3 separate regions of the Rattus norvegicus genome follow, and regions 2 and 3 are each linked to region 1. Evidence: chromatin contacts called from public Hi-C data. All regions are on one chromosome and are shown on one strand. The core of a region is the stretch at or near the end of the contact, and the rest is flanking DNA. Distances in the headings are between cores, read along the strand shown. Region 1 has its middle 62 kb from the start of Trnav-aac8. Region 2 holds the start of Tcf7l2 (transcription factor 7 like 2). Region 3 overlaps Vti1a (vesicle transport through interaction with t-SNAREs 1A).

The links. A called contact is a pair of places that touch in the nucleus more often than the background predicts.
Region 2: a Hi-C map of liver shows a contact between it and region 1, with 2.6 times the contacts expected there. The contact joins the promoter of Tcf7l2 here to the enhancer-like site in region 1. A contact is called at or near these places in 2 of 12 Hi-C or Micro-C datasets (hepatocytes and liver).
Region 3: a contact with region 1 is called in a Hi-C map of liver, with 2.1 times the contacts expected there. The contact joins two enhancer-like sites. A contact is called at or near these places in 3 of 12 Hi-C or Micro-C datasets (hepatocytes, kidney and liver).

What each region holds. Positions count from the first base shown.
Region 1 is chr1:264,680,509-264,685,389 of GRCr8, reverse strand. No RefSeq gene overlaps it. Among named protein-coding and RNA genes, the nearest start is that of Trnav-aac8, 62 kb to the left of the region's middle. Within about 2 kb of position 2,784, at least 17 of the 93 cell types and tissues checked have an H3K27ac peak or open chromatin away from gene starts, as enhancers often do. A contact at or near this core is called in hepatocytes and liver, where this site is marked.
Region 2 is chr1:264,788,581-264,793,461 of GRCr8, reverse strand. Tcf7l2 (transcription factor 7 like 2) reads right to left here and starts at 2,127. Exons shown (of 15, transcript NM_001415805.1): 1 at 1,424-2,127; 2 at 1,116-1,182; 3 at 761-885. The coding sequence starts at 1,612. LOC120100061 (a long non-coding RNA gene) reads left to right here and starts at 881. Exons shown (of 2, transcript XR_005499758.1): 1 at 881-1,016; 2 at 1,299-1,661.
Region 3 is chr1:264,596,047-264,600,927 of GRCr8, reverse strand. All of the region lies in intron 7 of Vti1a (vesicle transport through interaction with t-SNAREs 1A), which reads right to left. Among named protein-coding and RNA genes, the nearest start is that of Trnav-aac8, 150 kb to the left of the region's middle. Within about 2 kb of position 2,202, at least 29 of the 93 cell types and tissues checked have an H3K27ac peak or open chromatin away from gene starts, as enhancers often do. A contact at or near this core is called in liver, where this site is marked.

The DNA.
Region 1 (4,881 bases), core at 1,535-4,034:
CCAGCCTCAGATAGCTGCACTTTATCAGGGTGCAGTCTAAATGCAGATGGTTGATCACACCTGCAGTTTAAAGACCTTTAAGGTAGGAGAATGGTGAGTTCAAGGCCAGCATGGGCTCCATCATGAGCCCCTGCTTTCGAAACGAGGATGGCGTGGGGAGGTAGCTCAGCCAGTGAAACAGGAGGTCCTGAGGGTAGCCCCCCAGAACCGACATGAAAAAGCCAGGCAGGGTGGTGCACGTTTGCTTTCCTGAGACAGCAGATCCCGGACTTGGTAGCAGGCAGCAAGCCTAGCTAAACTGGTGATTCCAGAGAGCGAGCGAGAGAGAGAGAGAGAGAGAGAGAGAGAGAGAGAGAGAGAGAGAGAGAGAGAGATCTTGCCTCAAAATCAAGGTGGAGGCTGGAGAGATGGCTCAGCCATTAAGAGCACTTATTGCTCTCGCAGAGGAGCCCAGGTTCAGATTCTGGCACTGACACAGGCTTCAGGACTATCCAGGACTTTAGTTCCAAGGGATGTTCTGACCTCTGCAGGTACTGGGCACACATGTGGTGCACAGACATACATGCAGGCAAAATACTCCATCGCATAAAAATAAAATAAATACACCTAAAACCCAAAACAAGGTGGGTAGCAGTTCAAAAGACACCCAGAATTCATCTCTGAGTTCCACATACACATGCACACTTATGTACCTGTATACAAATGAACACACACACAGACACATTCACACACACACATATACACACACAGTCACACACACAATACATTCACACACACATACATTCACACACACTCACACACACAATACACACACAATACACACATATTCACACACATTCACACACACAATACATTCACACACACATACATTCACACTCAAACACACAATACCACACAATACACACATATTCACACACATATACACACACATTCACACACACATACATATACACATACATTCACACACACATGCACATACACACACATTCACACACATTTACACACACATATACACACATTCACACACACATGCACATAGACACACATACATACACATTCACACACATACATTCACATACACATACATTCACACACACACATTCACACACACATTCACACACATTCACATCATTCACACACTTTCACACACACACATTCACACACACATTCACACACATTCACACACATACATTCACACACATACATTCACACACACATTCACACACACATACATTCACACACACATTCACACACACACATACAGTCACACACACAGTCACACACACATTCACACACACACACATTCACACACACACATTCACACACATACATTCACACACACATTCACACACACATACATTCACACACACATTCACACACACACATACAGTCACACACACAGTCACACACACATTCACACACACACATTCACACACACACATTCACACACATACATTCACACACATACATTCACACACACATTCACACACACATACATTCACACACACATTCACACACACATACATTCACACACACATTCACACACACATATATACACACATTCACACACATATACACACACATTCACACACACATATACACACACATTCACACCATTCACACACACACATTCACAAACACACACACACACACACACACACACACGTACAAATACAAAACGCAAATAGATGCAAAGTTCGAAATTCCCTAAATTATTTTACTTCAGCATTACCTGTGGCTGGGAATTATCTACACGGAAAAAGCTGAGACAATCCTGGTTGCCCTGTGTCCCCAATACTCAGCAACTGCCCCCTGGCGAGCCACACAAACTGTAGCTTTCCAAGACAAGGTCTCCCATTTTACATACCAGCAAACTGAGGCTTGGAGAGAAAAGTCACTGAAGGGCTCGGTGTCAGGTGACTGAAATCAGGATCAGAAGCCCATACTCCTGAGGTAAAGGTGCCTCCAGTTAGCCTAGCTGTGGTTCTGGTTTATGTGGGAAGAGCCTACTCGGCCTGCCTGGGAATCAGATTACTGAGAAGCACTCAGGAGGGTCCTGAGTGAGAGAGTGCGACAAAATGGAGTAGACAAGGTTTCACCTTGTCTGTGGACCTTCCCTCCTTCCCAGATTCTTGATGACTTCCCTGGGTAACAGCTTTTCTGAAGTGTTATTCATCTGGAGAACCAACCCTGAGAACATCTGGACGCAAGGAGTTACATGAGCTGGTGTCACACACACATCAGCCTGATGTCATGGGTCCCCTACCTACCAGCTTTGATGTCCCATCTTTCCAGAGTCAACAGTATTCCATGTGTGTGTGTGTGTGTGTGTGTGTGTGTGTGTGTGCGCGTGTGTGTGTGGTGCACATGCCAGCTAGCCCAGGGATCTACATGTCTCTGCCTCCCTAGCACTGAGCTCACTGTATGTCACCACATGGCTTTTTGCTTTTGCTTTACTTGGCTTCTGGAGATTGGAGCAGGCTTTTTACTGATGGAGCCGGATCCCCAACCTTGGCGTTCCGTTTTGCAGTAGAAACCTGACCCCCACTCTCCATTAGGAGATGAGGACACAGATGCTTATCCACGGCCTGATTCCAATCTTGAAGCTTGTGCTTATGTCACCAACTGAGATGGGACTCACTGTCACCGCAGGGAGCTGAGAGTATAGGGTCAGGGAACGGGGGGGGGGGGGGGGGGGGGGAGGCGCTGCTGAAGAAGTTCCCTGTATCACAGCAGGGAGGAAAGGGCAGAGGCACGAGACCGATACTGAGGCTCCCGAGATAGCCTTTCTATTCTTGGTTCTGCAATGTAGCTTGCTGTGTGCCCTTGGGCAGATCAGTTCCTCTATCTAATGCTCAGTTTCCTCATTTTCTACAACCAAATGCAGAATCTTCAAGACTTTCCCTTTCAGTTCGAAAGAGCCCAGAGCTCTGGCTGGGGTGCGGGCTGTGTGTGAAGAAATAGGAGTCTTGGTTTCATTTCGTAACCTGGGCCCCTCAGTGCTTCCCAGCTGGGGCTGGGAACAAGACCAACATTCATTGACAAATGAAGGTGAGTTTCAGAGAGGCGGCAGGCAGCCTTGGCTGTCACAAAACTCTGACAGAAGGACAGTGCTGGGGAAACCCCAGTTTCTGTAGCGGAGGCCCTGATTGGTGTAGAGCGTTTGCGCTTCCTTCAGACCAAGGCCTCTAGCTTGCCAGCTCCCATGTCATTAGCTGCTGGGTTTGATCAATGGCAATACTATAAACAACAAATAAGTCCATTTGCTGGCAATTTCAGTCATTTGTGGCATTTAATTAGCATAATTGACCCAAACTAGAACTTTCCCTTCCACCTGAATTTAAAAATACATCTCCACTAACCCCCAGTACATCTGAGGGAAAAAAAAAAGTTTTTTAATGAGGCTTTAACTAAAGCCCAATATCAAAACACTATATAATACTTTTATCTCATCGAAGACATTTGATGCTTATTAAAATATTACTGCTTTAAGGCTTATTTTGATTTTTTTTTTTTTGCCCAAGAGTGTGAGCAGAGCCTCACTACTCAGATAATAACAAAGAAACCTTAAACATGGAAAAAAACCCACACATGAAAGGTAATATGTTCCCCATTAGTCCCAGTATCATTTCCTCGGGATTACTGCTTTCCAAATATAGCATTAGCTTGAAAATAAAAGGCCGTTTACAGTAATGGGACACTTGGTACTACTTTGGAGCATGTGGGCTCTCCAAGGACCTTGTACAACGGCTTCATTAAGCGGGAACTGCGGGGGAGAAAGGCTGGGTTAAAAAAAAAAAGAATCCCAGCATGTCTCCTCAAAGGCCCCCCAGATAGGCCACCTACCCTGACCCAAGGCCCGTGTCTAACAAGCTCTTAATTCCGCTTTCAGAACTGCTTTTTCACGCGTTGTTTCTTCCAGAGATGAAAACATTTTTTTGAGGCTGACAAGCCATCAGTTGGGTGCCACCCGGGAAGAGAAGCCACGGTCTGAAGCTGTGCTTTCTGGACTCACCGACGGGAGAACACAGAACAGCCAATGGTCATCCTGGGTTTGGGAGGTCTCTCCTTATCCCGAGAGCCGGCAAGTTTAGGAGCAGTTAGAGCCTACCAGCTTGTCTGAGTGGACATGGAGCAGCAACTGCTTTGGTTGCTGGGTATGGCTGAAGCCTGTTTACGGTTGGATGACCTACGCTATCCAGGGACAGAGCAGTCGTGTACACTGAAGGGCCCTCTCAAGCGGCAGCTAGGGCCACTCTAATTCTCTCCCATGGGCTGGCCTGGGTCAAGCTCCCACTGGAGACTGCCAGTCAGCCGAGGGCCTCTGAAGAGACTCACATTATCTGTTTGCTGTTTCGGTCTGGCAATGCAGACCCCTTCTGATTTGGGGAGCCAGCCTCCTGGCACTCACTAAATGCCCTGTTCCACAGAGTGAGGGAGCAACTGTCTAGCCTGAAGCAAGAGACATGGGCCCCTGGTTTCCAATCCCCATTTGGAAGCCAATCATACCTCAGTTGTCAGCGGCGGGGGAGGCGGGGGGAGGCAGAGGCTACATGAGGGTGTAGCAGAGTAACAAGAGCTTACACTTATTACTCCAGGTTTGCCGTTTTCCCCAGAGGCAGATGGCACCATTCGTTGGGCAGGGATCACTCCACCAGCCCTGCCTTTGTCCCAAGGGGACAATTTCTTGGTTGGGATGGGGGTGGTGTCATTCAACCCATGTGAGGAAGCAACCACCCAACTGTCATCAGCTTTGGACGTCACTGACCATGTTCAGTTACTGTTAAGCACTCTTGTCCTCGAAGCACAAATGGGTAATTTCTCTGTGACTGGAGCCAGGCAGGCACGTCGCCCTTGTTCAACCAACTGCTCCCATGTCTG
Region 2 (4,881 bases), core at 878-3,377, 110 kb before region 1:
AGCCCCGCCACACGGGCCTCCCAACCACGCACGGCTCGCAGCTAGCAGCGTGGGGCAGCTTTGCCCGGTCTGCAGAGAAAAAGCACGCCCAGGGCCCCCAGGCCTGCGAGGGGACCAAGCCTGGCAAGTGTGACCTTCCCGTGGAAGAAGGAGCCAAGAGGCCCTGGAGCCTGCGATCGCCACTAGAAAGCTAAAATGACTGGCTAGGGCCAGAGCCTGGAGCTTCCGCAGGGCCGAGGCTGCGCGCTCAGCACCGCGGCTCCTGGAGCCAAAGGCACCGGGAACCCGCGCGGCCCAGCTGGGCCTCCCAGCCAGCAGCCAAGGGGTTAACCTGGGGAAAGCCCAAGACGCACAGAAGAGGGAAGGAAGAGAGGGAGAAGAAAGAGCCACACAGTCCTCTTCCCAGGGACAAGAAACAAACACCACCAGCAAGGGGGGAGGGGGAAATCAGAGCTCAAAAAGAAAAGGAAAAGAAAAAATCAGAAAAGAAAAGAGAAAGAAAAATTAAAAGTCCAGATTGGCACCCCAACAGAGCCCTGCCTGAGGAAAAATAAAAGGCTCCCCGAATCGCGAGGCAAGCACAAGAAAAAGCCAGAACATGGCGAAGCGCAAACAAACCCAGTCCACAAAAGGCAGAGAAAAAGTTTGGAGAGTTCGGGCCGCGAGAGGGGGGGAGGGGAGGGGGGAGGGGCGGGGCGGGGGAGGGGCAGGGCATGCGGGGCCGGCAGGCGGGCAGGGCGGGGAGCGCGGTGGCACTTACGGTTCGGGCGGTGGGCGAGAGCGATCCGTTGGGGAGGTAGGGGCTCGTCAGGTCGGGGATCATGATGAAGGGGTAGCCGGGATACGGTGGCCCCTTAAAGAGCCCTCCATCTTGCCTCTTGGCCGCTAACATGGCGGGGCGGCGGAGGGGACGGCGGCGGCCGCGCGGCGCGGGAGAGAGCGGGAGAAACTTTTTAGCAAGTGTCCCCCCGAGGGCCCGCGCGCGTCCCCAGGGCCCGGCCGGCGCGGGAACTCGGGTAGGGTGGGTAGGGAGTGGGGCGAGGGCACCCGCCAGGCCGACCCCGGGGAGGGGGAACGCGATCGCGCGGTTTTGGGGGCGCGCGGGGCGCACTCACCTTCTTCCAAACTTTCCCGGGATTTATCTCGGAAACTTTCGGAGCGAGGCGGAGGCCGTCTTTCCGCCTTCCCGGAGGGGCGAGGTGGGGAGGGCGAGGGGTGAGAGCCGCGCCGAGGGGGTGCAGGGAGGGAGGGTCGGCGGAGAAAGGGGTGCAGAAAAACACGGTTACAAGTTTTCGCAGCCAGCAGCCCGGGCCACCGTCCGCGCCGCCCGCAAGCCCGACCCGCCTCGCCTCGCCTTCCAGCCCCGCTCTCCCGGCCGGGGAACCGGCTGGAGCCACCCGCCAGCCCGAGGGGCTCTTCCTACCTCGGAATCGGAGGAGCTGTTTTGATTCGTCTCTGATTCATTGACCAACGACGACTTGACATCGGCTAAATCCCTCTCCGCCGAGGAGTTTTCCGAGTTCTTCTCCTCCTGCTCGCCTTCGTCTTTGAAGGAGATCAGTTCGTCGTTAGCGCCTAGGTCATCTCCTCCACCGCCGTTCAACTGCGGCATTTTTTTTTTCACCCACCAGCAGCAATTTTGGAAGAAAAATGAAGGAGGAAGAAAAGGAAAAAAAAAGAAAAAAAAAGAAAAAAGTTTTGCGAGTCCCCCCCAAAAAAAATACTGCAAGAAAAAGACGAGTCCAAGGTTAACTTTTTTTCCTGCTTTGGGGTCTTTCTCTCCTGGGGAGGGGAAAAGAGGGAGGAGGGGAGGGGAAGGGGGAGATCTTCTGCACGCGTGAGTTTGGGTTTCTTTTTTCTCTCGTTCCCAAGGATCCGATCAATGTGCAAAAAAATAATAAATAAAAAAAGGGGGGGTAAAAAAAAAAAACAACAACAAGAAGAAGTCAGATATAAGAGCAAAGGGGGGGGGAAGCCGAAGACACCGAAGGAGCTCGTGCCGCTCGGATTTGAGTGAGTTGAAGTTAGACTGAGCTTTTCAGTTCAAAGGCGGCGCTGATTGACAGATAGAAAAAGGGGGATCGAAATCCGGAGGAACGGAGTAGTCTGGGAGCGGAGATTATTGACAGGGCGAGAGGAACACACTCGCCTTAATGAGATGCCAGGGGGCGGGGCCTCGCGGGTGACGTGTGCATAAATAAACAGCCGGGGTGGGCGGGGCGGGGGCGGCCAACAATGATCCTTTGGGCGCCGGGAGAGGGAGCGGGGCGGGCCGGGGCCGCGGGAGGCGCGCGGGGTGCGGCCTGTGCGCTGCGTGCGAGCCGGGCGCCCGGACGGTGCGGGCCTCGCTCCTGGAGGGGGCGGGTTCCGAAAGACAATGCGGACCGGGAGAGGAGGGGAAGGGGGTGGCAACCCAGTCCGGAATCTGAGCCGGAGAAGGCGGAAGGAAAGCCCACTTGGGGGGCGGGGATGGGGAGAGGCCCAGAAAAAGTGTTAGCCAGAAGTCCTGAAGATGGGGTCCAGGAGGGGAGGACTATGGGACACAAGGACAGGGTGTTCAGTGATTAAGCCCCCGATGAAGTTGGCCGCACTGGGGCGGGAAGAGACATGACTGGTCCAGAAGAAGGCTCACCCCTCTTGCTCTAAGAGAACCTGGGGAAGCGGAGAGGCTGGGCCATCCACAGGGAGGCTGACCCACAGGGCTCCCCTCCCTTTTTTGTTTAATGACAGTGAATCATGTCATTGAATGTAAAGTCCCACTAGGTTAAATATGACAAGAAGGCGTTTTGTCCAAGAAAACAAATACTATAGGTTTGTCTGGAGTATTAAAAATATCCTTAAGGGTAATGTAAAGTTTTTTTGTTTTTTTTAACTGACGTTGGAAGTAGGAAGTGATGTAGGATTCAAGTCCTTTTCGACTTTGGAGGTGAAATGTTTGGGCGGTAACAGCTCATAGGAAAATAAAAGTGAAACTTCACCAAGCCCTGGGGAGGAGTGGGGCTGGAGTTTTTCTCCAAGAGGGTCTGAGAGGATGTCCAGAGACTGTAGATGTTGAGGGCCCTGGCAGAAGACAGTCACCAAAGCTGGCCTGGAAGCCCTCGGGGAAGAGGTGGGCAGCCTAGGAGTTGAGACCCATGTTTGTTGGTTTTTAAGTTCCAGTGAGGGCAAACTGATTTGCTATGAGATGGTGAAGAAAATGTCGAAGGAGAAAGGCGGGATCCCCAAACCGTGTTGCGGCATGGTAGACTCAGAAGAGCTTTTCCTTGCAAATATCTAATGACAAGTGGACTGGGACATCCAATGTGAAAGAGGAAATATATATACATATATCTTGGAAGGAAATAATAAATCGATAAGAACTGGCAACTACCATTAGGTGTGATGTTGTTCTGGGGTCCACAACGTATTAAATTAACCCACCCTCCCCTTTAATAAGCAAATCCATTGTAGATTTCCAAAAGTAGCCAATTTACCGTGTAATATTTAGAGAATTTGGGGTTTCAACAAAACTGTTCTACAGGCTAAGGCCTCAGAAAGAAGACAACAGAAAACAACGATACTGAGATTGACAAGGCCAACGAATCCCCCTGCACTGGGGGGGAAAAAAATCCCAAGCACATTTGCACACTAAAGCCGGAAGATGCAGACAAAAATAAGGATGGGGTGGGGGAGACGGCTGAGAATCACCATCCCACCTCCTAACTTTCATATTCATCAGAAAACCAGAAGTGGAGGGAGAAAGAGACTGGGGAAAAAAAAAAAAACGCAAAACAAATGTGTACATTTCATCCGACGGATTGCATGGGACACAAAGCGGAGGGCTAATTAGTCTCAGCAGGTAGGACTAACCTTCAGACTTCATAAATAAATAAGACAGCGCAGTGTCTAGGAGGGAGAGTAGAGACGGAAAGGGGAATGTTTCAAGACACCAAGTAAAAACACAGAGTCTGAAGTGCAGCCTAGTCTTGAATCTGTGCACAGATGACTGAGCAGTCCCCTTCCTGGGCCTTTCCACTGGATGCCTTTACATTACACATCTGGCCAGATGTCTAGCTGTTTGCCTGGGATGAGTAATCAAGCTGGCAGCTTTACACACTTGCTAATTGCCACCTGAATACATCTTGTGCCCAAGTCGGTCTCTGTGCAGTATAGACTATGCCAAAGTCTGTTTCGGGGCTTGTTGGCATAAAAGAGAACACTTTTTATAGCAACTCTGTTTTATAACCAACTCTTTGTCCTACGGGATGGGTTCGATTCTGTTTGTATTTTTCTCTAACCCTGATCTTAATTAAGTTGAATAATGGGGTCTTCTGTGTTCCTTATGGGTCTGGTTTGTACGATAAAAGCTTATGAACGTATAAATCAGAATGGTTAGAGCATCGTTGTTTTTTTAACATACTGCATTCTATCATGTGTAAATAGGATGCTAAGGGCTTTCCTTAGTGACCAACACCATCATCTAGCCTTATTTTTCTCACTCAAAGGGAACCTTGAATCTTACCTTAAATCTCCCACTTAATTAAGCAATTAAAAGTTATTCCTTGAACGGCCCATGTGCCACTTTTTAATTTCATTGTTTGGTGCTACTAAAAGGCCTAGGGAGAGAAAGCAGCAAGTTCTCACTGACTTCTAGTCCCTGTTGTAGCCTGTGGAGGTACCCAGATGGGCAGGGGAAGAGGGATACCACTGCAGGAAGCAAGATAAATATATATAAAATATATACTATACATGATATCCTCTGCATATTATACATAAACAATATATATGCCCGCCATGTCGACCTTCAGTTTATAGATTTGGCAAGAACTCTTTAAACACCAGTTGGCTAGTGTCCACGTGTTGAGGAACCTTCTCTTTATGCCCTGGTGACTCTTAATTTAA
Region 3 (4,881 bases), core at 953-3,452, 84 kb after region 1:
CCTTGTTACTATGCCTTCTACTCAGGACTCAGGCTCCTGACCAGCCATAGCTTTTTCTTTGGAGAAGAGAATTTGAATCCTGCAACTAGTTATTTATCGAAGAACTACACAGTAGTTGCTGCTACTAGAAACACGAGGCTGGGGAAGCAAAGATCTGGTGGGCAATGGGCAGAGATTTGTAACTGCCCTGAGCTACAGACTGGTTGCTCGAGTGCCAGGCCGACTTAGACACCAGGACTAAGGAGAAGAGCTCGTTCTGACAGTCAGGTTAGAGGAAGGAGAAGCGCAGCGGCTGCCAAGGCTGAGTATCGCTGGGGAGGACGCAGGCCCCACAGAGACAACAGCAAGTGAGCATCAGGCGTCAGAGACCTGAGAGCAGCTAAGGTGGCTGGACCAGAGCTTCTCAGAGGAGTGATTGAGCCCAAGGAGGGGTCCGCTAAGGAGAGTTAGTTTGCGAGGTCATAGGAAGAGCATGGGTTTGCTCTGAAGGATGGAGGGGCCACTGCGGAGAACTGAGCAGGGCAGCGACTCTGTTAGACGGGTTGTGCTTGAGAAAAGACCAGCTGGAGAATGAGTGGTGTCTGAGTGAGGGCCAGTAGCAGGCAGGCTGTGACTCTGAGCTGAGCTGAGCTACTTCAGAGCTGGACTCCACAGACCTCGAGGAAAAATTAGACAACAGAGGAGAGAGAAGCCAAAGAGCCAACGAAGTCACACACACACACACACACACACACACACACACACACACACACACACACACACACACGCAGAGGCAAACCGTGGTGACTTCAGTCTGTATATTATTCAGAACAGGGGAATCCACAGAGACAGTGGGATGGAGAGGCTACTTGTGGGTCTAGGGAACCAGAGAGAGGTAATAGCTGTCTAACACCGCAAGTGTCCTGAACAGCTCACTTTTAAGTTGTTAATTAGATTTATATATTTTCATTGAATACAATTTGATCATACCCTTTCCCCTCTCCCAACTCCTCCCAGGTCTTCCTGGCCTTCTTAATCACGTGGTGTCATATTCTGTTTCTTCTTCTCAGAATGAAAAAAGTCCAAAAAACCCCAAAAACCTACAATGCAAGGTATAAACAAACAAAAACCACAAGTAAACATATGACAAAAATAAAACGATTAATTATATGCAGTTTTAATTTATGAATTTTAAATTAAAAAAGAGAAAGGTGGGGTTGGGGATTTAGCTCAGTGGTAGAACAGCTTGCCCAGCAAGTGCAAGGCCCTGGGTTTGGTCCCCAGCTCCGAAAAACAGAAAAAAGAAAAGAGAGAGAGAGAGAGAGAGAGAGAGAGAGAGAGAGAGAGAGAGAGAGAGAGAAAGGCAAAATCAAATTAAAACAAAACAAACAAAAAAAAAAACAGAAAAAAAAAAAGAACCCACCATAATAACCCGCAGGGCTTCGTGGTTCAGGGTTCCGTGGACTCATAAACCCCCCTTAAACCCAAAAGACACCGACACCAAGACTTAGAAGAGGGCAGCCAGTGCCCAATGCTGGTGCCCATTCAGTGGGCTTCCTGTCTGTGTGTCCCCATGGGCATGACTCTCTCCTCCCATCTCCCATGCTTTCCTTAGGAGACAGCACTGGCACAGGTAACTTGGCCATAACCTTGCTTCCTGAGGTTCACTCTCCACTCACTGACTCTGCCTTTGCTATGTCAAACTCTGGCTGGCCCGGTAACGTGAGCAGTCCATCTGTTGTGCGGAGACATATTGGGGGAGGGGGAAGCACAGGGGTATGCACAGAGAGGGCGCAAGGTCAGGAAACAGTAAGCAAAACTTTCTGCCATTTGTGTTGGTCATCAGCACCCAGGGAGAATAAAGGGCTCCCTGACGCTCCCTTGTCCTCAGCAAGATTAATTAACATGTGTAAAGGCCACACACAATGTGAAAGGCCCAGTAATGGATCTCCAAAGCTGGAGTCCCTCTTTTCCTGAAGGGTCATGAAGCACGCAGTGGAAATATTGCCTAGAAGACAGGGCTGGACGACCCCGGCCACCAAGAACACAGCACAGAAAGGGCTGGGCTCGTCTGGGGTCCTCTTCATTCTCAGGCTGCATCTGATCTGACAGATGTGCTGAGTAATTAGGCCCTTGTCCATTCAGACTCCGAATGCTTGCACTGCCCAGAGAATGGGGCAGGGATAATGAGAGGCGCGGCCCCGTGGGACTATTCAGAGTGCTCAAATTTGCATGGTCACATGAACCCGAAGGAAGTGGATTATGCTGGCCTGGCCAGGAAGTGGAGACCGCCAAGGCTTTCTCATTTGCATAAATCATGGGGCTGGAGAGCAGAGAGGCTTGTGCTCTCTCAGAGGAGCCCAGCTGCAGCAGCCCGTCCATGAGGTCCGCACATCTCTGTGGCTACAGCCCGCTCTCAGTGACTTCACATGCCATGTCGAGTCATCTGGAGTTTTGACATTATGTACTGTTACGTTCTGGAAATGTGATATTTTTTTTTAGACAAGTGAGTGAGGAGGCTGCTGCACAGTTTCTCAGTGAAGGGATTTCTTTAATCACGCTGGGAAAAAAAACGGTTCTTAGGTAAGGGGTAACGCCCTCCATTATGTCTGCTGCTGTCAACTTAGTTCTAATTGTGCAACAAGGTACTTCAGGAAGAATTGTTTGTGGCTTTAAACGTAGTTTAATGCCTCTCAAAAAGGATTACTTTTATTTTAAGCTTCAAATGAAGGCTACCAATTAATTAGTCCATTTACATAAAAATGTCTTGGATCCGTTACCTGCAAAGATAAAGGGTGAAATCTACCCTCTAATTGGGAGGGAAGAAGGCAAGTGGAATAAACACATTGGAGTCCTGGGCCAAAAGCGGGTGGAAATTATTAATTAAAAACCAATGTCAGAAATCCATTTTATTCTATGTGATATGGGTGATATCAACATGTTAACTGAATACCTTCCCTTACATGTTTCTATTCTATGCTGAGCCACATGGTGTCCCCCATTGTCACCCAGCCAGGGGTGATGGACACCTGCAATCTCAGCAACATGCAGGGCAACGCAGAAGGACCACAACGTCTGAGGCTAACCTATGCTAAAACAAAACAAAACAAAAACAGGTTCTAGACCAGGCTAGATCATATACTGAGGCTCAGTTAAAAATGCAAACACCAACAAAAAGACACGCAGAGCTTCAAGACAGCTCCTCAGTCCTCCAACCCCAACTCTTAGGGCCAGCTGCAGGAGGCTCTGCCCATCACTCTTGGCCGAAGACCTACACCAGTTACTCTCCTCAGTACTGTGAGTCCCACATGACTTCAACACAGGCAGTCACAACAAACTTCCAGAGACCCCAAGGGCAACAAGGAAGGCAGATATTTACCACTGAAAACGCTTAAGTGTCTTAATCACTTTAAACTACACCACTGAACAGAAAGCATATATTACCCAGACTAATTACATGTACTTCCTTGTCATTAGGCATAAATTATTCAGTCTATCCCAAGGGAAAAATATTAAAAGCTTCTTCTTTACAGTAGAATTCATTGTAAAACACACCTCACTGCAAAGTCCCATTTCTCTAATAACCTGCCTTGTCTTTAGTGACTTTAGGTTTGTTTTTACAGGCTGAGGGGATGCTGGGAAACTGGTTTTCTCATTGTGTTTACTGACATAAGGTGGTCAAGTAAAATGCTGTGAAGACTGGAAAGAGAGAAAAGAGGGGAAGTAAAAGTAGTGAGAAACAGAAGAGGAAAGAACAGGAGCTGGGCTGGCTGAGGGCTTGGCGAGTATCACTGGGCTCCACAGACATCAGGCATGGTAGCGCGCAGCTGCAGTCCTAGCTCTCAGGAGGTGAAGACAGGAGAAGTTCAAAATAATCCTCCGCTACAAACGTTTGAGATCAGCCTGGGCTACATGAGACCTGGCCCAAAGAGAAAGAAAGAGAAAAATAGAGAGAATGGGTGGTGGAAGAGGACAAGAGAAGGAAAAGGATTAAAAACAAATCTGACAAAGCAACCTCTAAATTCATTAGAGGTACAAGTTGTACTGAGCAGTAAGACAGAACTCTGAGCTGTGGGGAGGATAAGAGAAACTGGCAGTGTCCACAGGTTCCCTGTCAGAGGGGCTCCATGTGTTGGTGAACTGGCAGAACATTACACTCAGGATGCTGGCCCCTCACCATCCCTATTCTATATGAAGGAGAGGTGTGTCTGTAACACACAGCTCCTCTTCTGGATGGATGGATGGACGGATGGGCTCACGCACAGGCAGGGGTAAAGCAAGGACATGTGGGCGGCCCCCAGGAGACAACTGTCACCAGCAGACATGGCAATGTCAAGTTCTGATAAAGTCTTCCTGGATGCAGAGAAGCCTTTTTACCTCTGACAGCACCCAGATCACACCGTGATTTTTCAGTGAGCTTGGTGCCATCCTGCCTTCCTGCTGAGGATTACGCCCGCTGCAGACCCAGCTACAAAGGTTTCAGAGATGCTGCCCACAAGAGGAAGACATCTGAGGTTTGGATGCTCAGTCCTTGGCCTAAGGACTCTGAGGTGGGGGGGGGGGCGACTATGGAGACTTCTAACCACAAAGAAGGATGGATGAATTCTCCAGAATCAGAGGCACACACAAGTAGCCATTCATTTGTGTGTGTGTGTGTGTGTGTGTGTGTGTGTGTGTGTGTGTGTGTGTGCGGTCCCATGTGTACTCTCACACACATGTACAAGTGTGGGTCAGAGGTTGGTTCTCTTTCCATCCTGTGGATATAACTCAGACTGTGAGACTTAGCACAATCTTTCCTTTGACCTTTCCCCTGACCTGCTGACCTGACCCCTCTATGTGACAATGGCAGAGGGCCACAGCACAGAAGGCTGCTGTCAGGTGAGGGTGTGGGCAGCTTCTCAA